Regions from separate parts of the Ovis aries genome. Here region 2 is linked to region 1. The links are chromatin contacts, called in public Hi-C maps. All regions are on one chromosome and are shown on one strand. Each heading gives the region's core, a stretch centred on a gene start, on an enhancer-like site or on the middle of the called end of the contact. The rest is flanking DNA. Distances are from core to core; before and after follow the strand shown. Region 1 overlaps NCOA1 (nuclear receptor coactivator 1). Region 2 overlaps NCOA1 (nuclear receptor coactivator 1).

What was found. A called contact is a pair of places that touch in the nucleus more often than the background predicts.
Region 2: a Hi-C map of liver shows a contact between it and region 1, with 2.2 times the contacts expected there. The contact joins two enhancer-like sites. A contact is called at or near these places in 3 of 16 Hi-C or Micro-C datasets (liver, mixed tissues and muscle).

Annotation. Positions count from the first base shown.
Region 1 is chr3:32,073,728-32,080,633 of ARS-UI_Ramb_v3.0, forward strand. The region is part of intron 1 of NCOA1 (nuclear receptor coactivator 1); the gene reads left to right. Among named protein-coding and RNA genes, the nearest start is that of NCOA1, 13 kb to the left of the region's middle. Within about 2 kb of position 1,389, at least 2 of the 54 cell types and tissues checked have an H3K27ac peak or open chromatin away from gene starts, as enhancers often do. A contact at or near this core is called in liver, where this site is marked.
Region 2 is chr3:32,144,307-32,151,134 of ARS-UI_Ramb_v3.0, forward strand. It overlaps NCOA1 (nuclear receptor coactivator 1), which reads left to right. Exons shown (of 22, transcript XM_060411940.1): 3 at 6,743-6,797. Among named protein-coding and RNA genes, the nearest start is that of NCOA1, 84 kb to the left of the region's middle. Within about 2 kb of position 2,660, at least 4 of the 54 cell types and tissues checked have an H3K27ac peak or open chromatin away from gene starts, as enhancers often do. A contact at or near this core is called in liver, where this site is marked.

The DNA of each region.
Region 1 (6,906 bases), core at 139-2,638:
TTATTAGGGATAGCACAAGCTGTGTCATCAAGAGGTAAATTAAATGTTTAAAAATGGTAAATTTTATTATAATAAGCATCATTCTTTTATATTTCCATTTTTATGTATGCTTTATAAGGCACATAATTTATTGGTCTAGTGAGCAATATATATAAATTATAAATAAGTATACCTATATGGCTTCTCATTTAAAACCTTTTTAACTGTGGAGTATATGGTAAAAATATACTTTTTTTTTTTTCTTTGTAGTATAAGTATTTTTTACTCTGGTCTTGTAAATCAGTAAAGGAGGATAACATTCTTCCTAGGACTTAAGAGAAGCTCCAACTCCACCATCAGCACCCAAAGTTGAAATTCTACTTAAACTATTTCTTGAAAAATTACACATGAACAGTGAAACATTATTATCATGTGCTCTACTAGTACTGCACATAAATATATTCTAAATAATCCCATTGCTAAGTATTTTGTGCATTCGACGATCTACCTAATCAAAATGTATTGATACATGTGCTTTATCTTACATAACATGTACTGTGTATTAAAGTGAAAGTGAAAATCGCTCAGTCATGTCCAACTCTTTGCGACCCCATAGACTTTACAGTCCATGGAATTCTCCAGGCCAGAATACCGGAGTGGGTAGCCTTTCCATTCTCCCGGGGATCTTCCCAACCCAGGGATCGAACCCCAGTCTCCCGTATTGCTGAGTCACAAGGGAAGCCCTAATCATACATTATCTGCTCCATGCTTATAAGCACATCCATTAAACTAAAAGTGTTGCATAACATGTAAAATGACTTACCATACATACCATTTTTTAAAAGTGTTTAAGTTACATTTATTACATTTTTGTATATCTTTGGGGACCTTATTATTGCTTTAATTTATTTTGGCATACATAGTATTTTTTATCACATAGATACCTATTGTACAACATATGTAATTAATATTACATAGGACACACTAATAATTATACATGCCCTATTAAGTCAGATCATTTTTAGTCAATATGCTTATTATAATAGATAATCAATTCTTAATCACCAATTTTAGGAAGAGTTCTTAAGAACCCTTGGAATTCATGGACTAAGAGTCTCTAGTACGCTTTGGGTGAGTGGTGTCTATGAACATTCTGAAATGATGTATATGCAAAATTCTATGAGTCTTTCTCTGGAGAGGAATTCATCAGATCCCAAAAGGGTCTGTGACCTCCCCAAAGGTTAAGAACCTCTTTTGTTAAGGATTGGGACCTCAATAACTCCATTCATCCAGTCTTAGTCTTTTGCCAAGTTTAATGGATATATCTGATGTCATTACTTAGGCCCGCAGTATGACTGGATTCGCAGTCTGTTTTTCCATTTTGCAATAGATGTGATTGCAGTGCCTTTGGCCTTTACAGTTGTTTGAGCTCCTATCTGTTTATTGTACAACTACCTGGCCTTTATAACTTAGCGGCTTTTAGATATCATTTTCCACTTTTTTCCCTAAAATCCCAGTGAAAAAGAGTGGATCTCTTGTATGAGTGTGGAGATGGCAATGCATGAATGTATAGAAGAGCCCAATATCAATTCATGTATAGGGACACCCTGCTGGGTAGGCTGGAATTTGCAGTTGCTGTGGTTTTAATCTCTTTGTAGCATCTGAATCTCAGCTCTTCAGAGTCCTTAAGGTCTGATTTGACATATGCTAAAAACACTTTCCAAGTCCTATCAGCTCTTTACATCTGTTCCTTTTTTCCTCACTGTCGTCATTCTAATCTAGGCCTGATATTTGTGAAAGTACCCCAGAATGGTCTCACTGTCCCTGTGAGTTGCTTCTTCAGTCTGTCCTAAATTTTGTTTTGGAACAATCATCTTAATTTTTATTTTCATTACATTACTTTGTTTAAACCCTTCAATGGCTCCTCATTACTGTCAAGATAAAGTTCCTTAGTCTGGCATTTAAAGCTTTCCAGTGTCTGGCACCAACTTGCTTTTCTGGTCTCATTTCCCACTGCTGCTGCTGCTGCTGCTCTCCCCTAATGAACTGCTCAAAGTAAAATCGTCAGCACTGTCCCTTATACATCCCTTGGGCTTCTCTGTTTGCCACCCTTTATTTTTCCTTTCCCTGGAATGTTCTCCCTTATCCTGTGAAATTCTGCATATTCTTTAAAGCTCAGCTCAGTTTCCAACTTGCTTGTTAAGTGTTCAGACTGCAAAATTTGAAAATAATCCCTTCCTTTAATGAACTCTTTTAATATTTATTTTCTTTATTATTAACTTGACACTTTATACTGCATTTATACTTTGGAGTTTTTGTTTTCATGCATCATGTCTCCCAAATTAGGGTGTGAGAATGGCAAAGGGGATCATGTTTTATATTCTGTTCTCTGCAATGTCTTATACTTGTAGATATTAAAATATTTGACAAATTATATTGGTTAAATCATGATAGTACTTATAAAGTACTTATTAATGTGCTTAGAGAAATAGGCCTTTTTTTATATGTGTGCCCTTGTAGCTCAGTCAGTAAAGAATCTGCCTGCAGTACAGGAGACCTGGGTTTGATCCCTGCATTGGGAAGATCCCCTGGAGAAGGAAATGGCAACCCACTCCAGTATCCTTGCCTGGAAAATCTCATGGACAGAGGAGCCTCGTGGGCTGTAGTCCATGGGGTCGCAAAGAGTCGGGCATGACTGAGTGACTAACACGCTGGAATACTCATACAACATATCTAGGAATCCTCTTTACTGGTTTCAGAGTATTTGGAAAATTGAATTGGAAATCAGATATTGCTCAGAGGGCTTGTAAGTCCTACAGCACAAGAAGCTGGCTGTCAAGGGCTGTGTTCAGAAGTCTGTGGGTAACCTGGTGACTCTTTGTTCTCCCGTGTCCTGCTCTACTTGCCTTGGATAATAGAAAACCTTATGTGTGTTCAGCTCTCTCCTTTGCTTTGCTGGAGACACAGATTCCTAATATCTTGAGGAATACTACATTTCTGTTTTAATTTTTCAACACATTCTCCTCAATAGAAGATAAAGTTTGATGGAATACCTGTTGTTTGAATGTAAAGGGCACCATGAAGTAGTTGTATCTTAGAGTTTCTGTCCTTCAGGGAGATTATAATTCCTATAGGGAGTCTCCTTTGCTTTCAGTCATACATGAATTTAAAAAAAAAGTCATAAGGGAGTATATAACTAACTAGTTTACTTAGTTGCCAGATGAGATATGGGGAACTCCTCTGGCACTTATTTTTAGTACTCTCTTGAAATTTATTATCATTTATACTTGTTTCTCTTTTGATGTGTGTCCTTTCTTACCAACCACATTGTAAATAATAGGAAATAGAGACCATTTATTGTATTAGTTATATATGCCAGAACCACAGTGCATTTCAAGTCCTTTACTGTAGTACACATGTAAGTGTGTTACCAATATTGCCAGGAACGTGATCTGGGTAGGTTTCCTGCAGGAAATGGAATTTCAGTTAGATTTCTAGGATTTGAAATGAGACTTGTAGCATCGTCCCTTGGAAAATGTTAAAAACAAAGAGGGAGGGGTTTCTGTAGTTAAAATAATGAAGTACAATGTTTGGTGCAATACTTGAACATGGAACCTCCTTGGTTACTATGCTTTTGGCACTTAAGTGACCCATGTCACTTCCTCTTATAACCCATTGGCCAAAAGTAGTCACAGGGCACTACTTGTGGAACTAGGCAATGTGGGCAAGAAATGCATATTCAGTGACAGTAAATATCTTTGCCCCACTACAGTAGAGCAAAATTGGCTTTCTTCAGAGCCAAATACTAGAATTGGTAGGGTCCTGCTTGGAGTCATTGAAATAAAAAAGAATTGTTTTTGTGTGTCAGTCTAAATGGGGATTTTATTATTTAATTTATTTGTGAAAAGAACTTGTAGTCTTGAGACAGTTAAAGGAGAAATTTTTACTAATGTCTCTAGGAGTAGATACTATAAGTTGTTTTAATTTAGATGGTTTGCTACCACCTTTAGACTAGGTATTTGAAACGGGTAGAAAGTGATTATTTGGCTTCAGTAAAACTGATCCAGAATTTTTCCGCATGTACTGCTAAGATTATAAGGTGAGAAAAGTGAGAGAGGACATAAAGAGCTTTCAGATTCTATTGGAAGCCATGTACTGTCTTAATTTTAATTTCTTAAAATTTCTCTTTACAGGTCCTGGAGGTCTTTTCTCTTCCTCTTATCAGCATATTATTGCTAATTAATTAAAATATGTTTTCTCCATATTCTGTTTGTTTTTTAATGCTTGGTTTGATAAGGACTGGCTGGTGGTTAAAATGTTGGCCGAGTGTCCAGGATTTGGAAGTGCAGATTGTTATTTATACATGAGGCTTATTTTCCCTATGACTTAATTCTAAAGTCAGCAACCTTGAACTTTTTAGACCTTAGGATTTCTTTCTGACTGTATTCTAGTATTTCTTCCTTTTTAAATTAAAAAATAAATCATATGTGTAATACATGACTATATTCAAATAATAAATTCAAGGAAATGGGAGTATGTAGAATTAAAATGTGAAAGTCTCCATAGTGAGCTTGATAGCTGGTAATTTAGGCTGTGTAGTGTTCCCTTTCGCCCCTTTCCAAGTGTTGCTATATTCTACCCCTTGGCCAGGAGGTGAGCATGTGACTTAGGCTTGGTCTATTAACACTGGAAATAGTGATTGCTACAGGATGGCCATATGACCAAAGCAGGTTCAGACCCCCCTTCCTTGAGATTGAAAAGCAGATACTGGATATGGGACAGGTTCATTCCTTTGGAGTTGCTAAGGTGAGATAGCGTGTGCTTGGCCAAGTAAAGAAACCTATGTGCCATAGGAAAGAATGCCAACATAAAGACTGAAGGTAAGTGACCACGGACACACTCACAGATGCACAGTCATACAGTCTCACATGCTTGCATGTATAAGCATGGAGTCGTTGGAGCCTCTGGCTCCACTTGAACCTTAAAGTAGATCCACTTTGTATTTTCCGGTTAAACGAGCTACTCAACTGCCTAACTTGTGCAAATTTGAATATCGAATTTCTGTCTCTTGGGACTGAAAGAGTCCTGGCCAATTCAGACTCCTGTTGCAGCTTCCCTCTCCTTCCCTCCCCTCTACCCACAGGATCAAGCTTTTTGAATTATTACAGGCTTTTAAAAACTTAATATGAAAATCTTTCTGTGTTAGAGTATGAAGGAGCCATTTTACTTTGCATAAAATTCTGCATAGTGTTATATTAGATGTGTTTGCCATAGTTTATTTAACCATCCCTCTTTTGATAGGCATTTAAATAATTAGTTTTTCGGTTTCAAGATATGTTTTGGTAAACATCCTAGTTTGAACTTGTTTTTGTATATGTATGTAAACATACCTATGGAATTAATGGTTATGCATATTTTAAAAAATTGATGTCCTTTCAAAACATTTCTCCAAAGGCTCTACCAATTTATGCTCTCACTAAGAGTATGTAATAGTCACTGCTATCCCTTGAGTTTATCAGCTTTGGATATTAATGGTCATTTCTATTTTGGCCCTGTCTGATGGGTGAAAATGGTATAAAGCATTGTTGTATTTGAAGTTCCCTGACTACTATTGATAAAGTTGATCATCTCTCTGATTTTTTAAATTGGATTTTTCCCCTAAGACTTTCTTTATTCATATTTCTTTCATGTTCTTTTCAGCTGCTTGACTTTTAAAATCGAATCCTAGCCCTAGTACACTCATGATGTAGTCATTTTATACTAATGAGGGATTCTGCTTCTTAGTTATTTCAGAAAGAAAGATGTGAGATATCTACTACTCCAAAACCCATGTCTTATTTAGTTACAGATATCCCTTGATATTTAATTGGTTTATATGTGATGACTTTGGATAGCTGCCCAGTTCATTTGTGGAGCTTCAGGGTACACATCTCAAATAGATGGTCTGTGGGTACTTAATTGAGGTAATTTTATGGCTAAAGTAAAAAGTTGGAGAGTTTTCCAGGTCCAAATCATGGGTTTGTGATTTGTGATTGCATTGAATTTGGGCACTCACCCATTATACATTGGTGCTGAATCAGAACCACTTTGAGAGGAAAATTTTGACCCTGTGAGGAACTATTGTCTTGGCTCACCTCCATGGAGAGTTGGGTTAGCTGCAACTTAGATGTCTTTAGTGCTTCAGTTCAGTTCAGTCACTCAGTCGTGTCCGACTCTTTGCAACCCCATGAATTGCAGCACGCCAGGCCTCCCTGTCCATCACCAACTCCCGGAGTTCACTCAGACTCACGTCCATCGAGTCAGTGATGCCATCCAGCCATCTCATCCTCTGTCATCCCCTTCTCCTCCTACCCTAGGTTCCTTAATTTTCCTAAGAGGATATTAACCTAATTCTGTACTTGATTGGCTACGAAAGTATATAGTCTACCTGTAATTGGCAGTATAGAATAGCTTCACTCCAGCAAGTATGAATTCACTTACCTTGCTGCCTAATTCTTACCAAACACCTAGTAGTCTGAAACAGGACTCTGAAAATTGCTTAAATAACACACATTCAATCCATTGCTTTAGAAACAATCAATCTTTCCTTTCCCATTCTGTGGTTTTCCTCTGCTTCTTTGCATTGATCGCTGAGGAAGGCTTTCTTATCTCTCCTTGTTATTCTTTGGAACTCTGCATTCAAATGGGAATATCTTTCCTTTTCTCCTTTGCTTTTCGCTTCTCTTCTTTTCACAGCTATTTGTAAGGCCTCCTCAGACAGCCATTTTGCTTTTTTGCACTTCTTTTCCATGGGGATGGTCTTGATCCCTGTCTCCTGTACAATGTCACGAACCTCCGTCCATAGTTCATCAGGCACTCTGTCTATTAGATCTAGTCCCTTAAATCTATTTCTCACTTCCACTGTATAATCAAAAGGGATTTGATTTA
Region 2 (6,828 bases), core at 1,410-3,909, 72 kb after region 1:
ATCCATTGTTACTTTTAAAGTGATGTTGATTTCTAGTATGCCAAGAAGTGTTTATTTTGAATTCTTACATAAAACAAACATCATAAAATCTGTAGCAGGATCATAACTTATTCCTACTAACTCAGGTATATGAAGAAAATACAGCTTCTCTATTTTTCTAAAAGCCCTGTCTTCCTGGGTACTGGGTAACTGGAGGAAGAGTACCAGTGTTATTCCAAGCCGGTAAACTAAGTCATATCTAGTAATTTAAATTGATCTCTTTGGATATTTCCTTCTCTGTTTGGATACTAGTCATTCAGATATCATCTCTTTTCTGTAGCTTTCCCATAGAATCTTAATGGATGCTTGTGTGACCTGGTAGTCATGGAAGGATACCAGAACCATCAAGTCCACGTGCTGTTTTGTCTGGTTTCGTACTGGTCTGCCCTTTAAAGTAACTGGTCAGGCTATTTCCTGGAATTGTGACTACTGTGGTGCTACCAGCACTGTCCTAGAGTATTCTTCAGATGTCTAAAGCTGAAGTTTACAACTAATGTTACTGTAGATCTGTTCTCTTGGTTCCCAGGATCTATTGCCATTTGCCCAGGTGTCATGGATAACCTGAGGTCTGGTTTGGGAGTCCCATCCACTCACTAGCCAAGTGATCTCTTTTCCAGGCCTCTGCTGTGGAGCTGCTTTGCCCCTGTTACAGGGACCTCTTCTGGCAAACTTAAAGTCACCATCTTAAGTTACCTTTCTGCCCTTTCACGTTTAACTTTCATGCATTGGAGAAGGAAATGGCAACCCACTCCAGTGTTCTTGCCTGGAGAATCCCAGGGACGGGGGAGCCTGGTGGGCTATAGGGTCACACAGAGTCGGACATGACTGAAGTGACTTAGCAGCAGCAGCAGCAGGAATTTCCCAGAGCCTTTCATGGCACACAGGAGAAAAAGGAGACCCCAGAGCAGGTCTCACCCCTCCCTCTGTTGGCTTGGGCTTCCGTGCATATGCTCTGGTGTGGCTTGCTCCAACTTGTGCTAGGTATGTATCTGCTCGGTCGCTCAGTTGTGTTCGACTCTTTGGCCCCTCCCTTCTGGCCCCCTTGGACTATAGCCTTCAGTCTGCTCTGACCGTGGAATTTCCCAGGCAAGAATACTGGAGAGGGTTGCCACTTCTTTCTCCAGGGGGTCTTCCCGACCCGGGGCTCACGCTCTTGTCTCTTGTGTCTCCTGCATGTGCTGACTGGTTGTTTACCACTAGCACCACCTGGGGGGCCCAGGGTGTGTATGAGGGGAGAGAATGGCTTGGGGGTGGGCAGTGGGGGTACACAGGATGTTTCTGGAAGGCGGTGACTTTCCACTTACTCAACAAGAAGCAGAGCAGAAACCATTCTAACTCCCAGATTTCCTCAGTCTTTCAGACATTCCTTTCCTTTTGCAGCCTCGACCTGGATTGGGTAAAGGAGGTACTGGTCTAATCACTTGCTTCTCCCGTCTCAGTCTTAATGTCTTTATCCCACAGACCTTTGGCCAGAATCAGGATTTGGTTTTTGTTTTTTTGTTTGGCTCTGCTGGATCTTTGTTTCCGTGAAGGCTTTCCCTAGTTGCCTTGAGGCGGGGGCTGCTCTCTAGCTGCAGTGCTCGGACTTCTCATTGCAGTGGTTCTCTTGTTGGGAAGCACAGGCTCTAGGGCATGCAGGCTTCAGTAGTTGTGACACGTGGGCTCAGTAGTTTAAGCTCTGGGCCTCAAGAGCATAGGCTCATTAGTTGTGGCCCATGGGCTTAGTTACTCTGCAGCACTTGGGGTCTTCCTGGGGTCAAACCCGTGTCTCCTCCATTAGCAGGTAGATTCTTCACTGAGCCACCAGGGAAGCCCCAGAATCGGGAATTTGAGGCTTTAGTTTGCAGTCTCTCGGTTTTATCCTCCTTCTACCCTAGGTAGTAGGCATTATGTTCTAGCTATCATGAGCAAAAGGGATATCTGCTCTCCACAGTGAAAGAAACTGCACTCTTGAGTCTTTCAAGCTTGGTCAGAAAACATTAGTGTTAAAAAAATGTCTTTCTTTGGGAAAATCAGACCTTCAAGACTTATCTTGCTGCAAAATCCTTTCTTTAACTCAAAAGGCAAATGTTAAATATTTATCTAAACTTCTCCAAGGAAGTGGTTGCTACTTGTAGAACAGTAGAAAAGTTAGTAGAAGGAAATGCAAATAGGAGAAAATATAACTGTTTTCCTAATCATCAAGGTATATCTACCCTCATTACTCTTTTTTTTTCCAAGTTTCCTTGTTTTTCCTTGTACATTTACTCTTTTACCCTTTTATTGTGGTATAGATTCTTATATGATTATGTTTCTTAAACATACTTTACTTTTTATTTGATTTATATTAAGTCTGTAGTTTTTGATCAGTTTGTATTTTAATAATAGTTTTCCCAAACAGGAAAATAATCTGTCTATATCTTTTTCTGTCTTTAAAGAACATTTATCAGTAAGGTTTTGTAAAATTTTGAAACATGACTTTAAAATATAGAGCTAATATTCTTTTTTACATGATTTTTTTTCTTTCTGTTTTTGTGTGTGTGTAAGAAAGCAAAATCCAGTTTGCAACTTGGTGCCTCTGCTTTGTGGCTCTTTCCTGTGTGTTGCCATGGTACTTTATTTGTTTTTTCTAAAATTCCTCCTATTTGTATTTACTTGAGTGGATCAGGTCAAGGGCAGGGACTCAGGTAGTGCTTATCTTTATTTGCCTTAGTGCCTAACAAATTCCTGCTCCTAAGAGGCTTGGGGGAATTAGCACTTCCTATACTCCTTCCCGGATTTATTTTTCTCCATAGTACTTACTGTATTCTAACAGACTACATTATTTATTTGTTTTATTTATCATCTGTCTCCTCTCACTAAATTGTAAGTGCCACCATGGCAGGGATTTTTAACTGTTTTGCCTACTAACACCTAGAAGAGTACCTGGAACAGAGGTGACCAGTGATTATTTGTGGAATGATTAACTAATGAATTGTTCATATTTAGATACTTGCCTGAATTATACTGTATGATCCATAAAATATGATAAGTATAAATGCTGATATGGAAAAAATTTTTGTAATCATAAAACTGTAGAGTTCAAAAGCTAGGAAAACCTTAATATCATCTAATCTGCCTCATTTTGGGAAATGACCAAAAGGTGAAATGACTTGATTTAAGCCCAGGGTCAGTTATTTGTAGAGATGGAACAAGAATTGAGAACTCTTGAGTAAAATTTAATAGTTAATACTGATATTTGGATAGGTGGTAGGAAAGATGTGTGATTATGGGTAAGAAAAATCAGAAATTTAGTATATGTAGGCAAGTGACCTGATCTCCCAGGCATCAGATTCCTCCTCTGCAAACCAAGAATAATTCTACCTTTCTTATAAATCATTCTGAGACATATATGAGACAAAGCATATTAACTTAAGAATGCACATTGCCTGGCACTTGGTGAAGGCTCAGTGAAGGTGGCTCCCATTATTACTATTTGGAATATTTTTCTTGATATCCCAGTAAATACCATTTAGGTTTTAATTTTTCCTTCATAGCACATTAACAGAATTTGCAATTATGTATTTTTTGTCTCTCTTCTCTGTTAGATGTTAAGTTTCATAAAGGCATCTTTATTGTGATGTATCCAGTTGTCTTATGCAATGCCTGAAACATGATAGACACTGAATATGTATGAATTAATTAACTTGAGAAGGTTGCTAAGAAGTTTGAAAAGAGAAACATTTGATGAAAACCTTTTGACTAATAAAGGTTAAGAAGAATAAGTTGGGCAGCTTTATATTAAAACTATAGGTACCTTCTTAGTCTCAAATACTTCTAAAAAACCTTATGCTTTCAATTTGTTTTTCCCAAGTAAACTGCTCTGCTGGAAAGCAAATTCATTGACTTCCTGGCAAGGATATTAGTTGAGTTTATAAGATACTGTTCATTGTAAAGGACTAAATTAGCTTTTGGGGACCACTCTTGGATAAGATAAACTGATTCATTGAGGTACTCGATCTGTGGGACTAAGCGATTAAGCACCTCAATAACAGTCTTGAGGCTGAGTCCAGCCATCAGTCTATCTATCTCTTGTTACTTTACCTAGCTTCATTTGATGAAAATCAGGAAAACTGTTTTTCTCCTCAAATTGCTATCCCCTCCTACTTTTTTTGTACTGTTTTGAAGCAGTAACCATGGTTACTAGTAAGCTCCTTGGAGCTTTGAAAACATTAGTCAGTTTCACAGCTGGAGGTAGAGTGATCTAGATAAAAGCAAAAGAAAAAAGCTGACTGTGGTTTTTTTTCCTTCTGTTAGAACTGAGTTCTTTCAGTGGGGAGCACTTCACATAAAGTGAAATGTTCTTTATTCCCACCACAGTAGACCATGTTTCATTTAAATTAACAGTAGGCTAGCACCTGGCTCCTTTTTAGAGTCAGGAAAAGGAGGTAATGCTACCAGTCACCTGCTCTCCACCTGAATCTCCTCCCTCTCTACCCTCTTCTCTCTCTCCTCTATTTTTTTACACTGCCCCAGGGCCAGTAGTGAGTGAAGTAATACTGACATTTGAGGCCCAGATGGATAAGGTTATGAAGTTGCAGCTTTGGATTAGCGGGATGGGTAAGGGGAGGAGTGAAGGAGCACTAAAATCTTGGTACAGTGGTGAAGTGAAAGTCGCTCAGTTGTGTCCGACTCTTTGCCACCTCATGGACTGTACAGTCCATGGAATTCTCCAGACCAGGATACTGGAGTGGGTAGCCTTTCCCTTCTCCAGGGGATCTTCCCAACCCAGAGATCAAACCCAGGTCTCCTGCATTGCAGGCGGATTCTTTACCAGCTGACCCACAAGGAAAACTCAAGAATATTGAAGTGGGTAGGCTGTCCCTTCTCCAGTGGTATAGTGGTTCACTTCAGCTCAGTTGTGTCTGACTCTTTGCAACCCCATGAATCACAGCATGCCAGACCTCCCTGTCCATCACCAACTCCCAGAGTTCACTCAAACTCATGTCCGTCAAGTCGGTGATGCCATCCAGCCATCTCATCCTCTGTCATCCCCTTCTCCTCCTGCCCCCAATCCCTCCAAGCATCAGTCTTTTCCAATGAGTCAGCTCTTTGCATGAGGTGACCAAAGTACTGGAGTTTCAGCTTCAGCATCAGTCCTTCCAATGAACACCCAGGACTGATCTCCTTTAGAATGGACTGGTTGGATCTCCTTACAGTCCAGGGGACTCTCAGGAGTCATCTCCAATACCATAGTTCAAAAGCATCAATTCTTCCGTGCTCAGCCTTCTTCACAGTCCAACTCTCACATCCATACATGACCACTGGAAAAACCATAGCCTTGACTAGACGGACCTTAGTTGGCAAAGTAATATCTCTGCTTTTGAATATGCTGTCTAGGTTGGTCATAACTTTCCTTCCAAGGAGTAAGCATCTTTTAATTTCATGGCTGCAATCACCATCTGCAGTGATTTTGGAGCCCCCCAAAATAAAGTCTGACACTGTTTCCACTGTTTCCCCATCAATTTCCCATGAAGTGATGGGACCGGATGCCATGATCTTAGTTTTCTGAATGTTGCGCTTTAAGCCAACTTTTTACCAGGAGCATATTTGTCAGGACCAAGGACCACCTCTTGTGAGAGGGCTAGAATAAGTGATTTCTAGAAGTAAATTTTGAGGGATGGTGGTATTGAGAAGAGAAAGGAAATCTATATTTATTAAGCATCTAGTATGTACATCTGAAGCTTCCCAGGTGGCACAGTAGTAAAGAATCCACCTGCCAGTGCAGGAGACCCAAGAGACATGGATTCAGTCCCTGAATTGGGAAGATCCCCTGGAGTAGGAACTGAACTGAGGAAATGGCAACCAATTCCAGTATTCTTTCCTGGCAGTTTCATGGACAGAGGAGCCTGGCGGGCTACAGTCCATGGGATTGCAAAGAGTCGAACACAACTGAGTGTGTATGGGCACGTGCACACATGCATGCACACACAAGCATGCACACACACATGAAGTGCCTGCATTAGTATTTCTGCTGTATTATGCTGTCTCTTACTCTAGGCTGTGAAAGGACTCGGAAAAATTTAGAATAGCTGATTTATGCCATCTTGTTTCTTGGTGTGATCTAGACCAGGAGTTGGCAGACTACAGTCTGTGGGCCAGATCCTGCCTACAGTCTGTTTTCAGTAAAGTTTTATTAAAACATAGCCACTATGCCCATTCATTTTTGTGTAGTCTGTGATTGCTTCTGCACGTTGAAGGCGGAATTGAGTACTTACTATCCTGTGCAGAGACTGGATAGCCTGTAAAACCTGATGTATTTGCTGTCTGGCCTTTTACAGAAAAATCTGCTAACCCCTGATCTAGATGAGCTGGATCAGTTCTTCTTGGACCAGGTACAGGAAGGGTTATATTGTGAGAAAACACACTCATAGGCTGCACTCCTGTGGACATTAGAATAGTGGCATCTTGAAGGGACGATGCTGGGGATTTGAATAAAAGTGGTGGGCTTTCTGGCCATTTTCAGTCATAAGCCCAAACCTAACTTGTGAGAGGAAACTTTAAATGTGATCTTTGTATTTTGTTTTCAACATTTCTTTTCCATCTTCTGTTCCTACATACATAGCTGTAGTCTCAAATGGACTTAACTCCAATTCTGTTTCCTACACTTCCATAAATGTAAGCTTAACGATTTTAATTGGAAATGAACTGGGAGATCATCTGCTCCAATATCCTTATTTTACAGACTCCAGAAACCGAGTTCCTAAGAAGTTATCCTATACCTGATGTCACAAAAGCAGGTTAGTTGCAAATCCTGGGAATAAAGCTCTG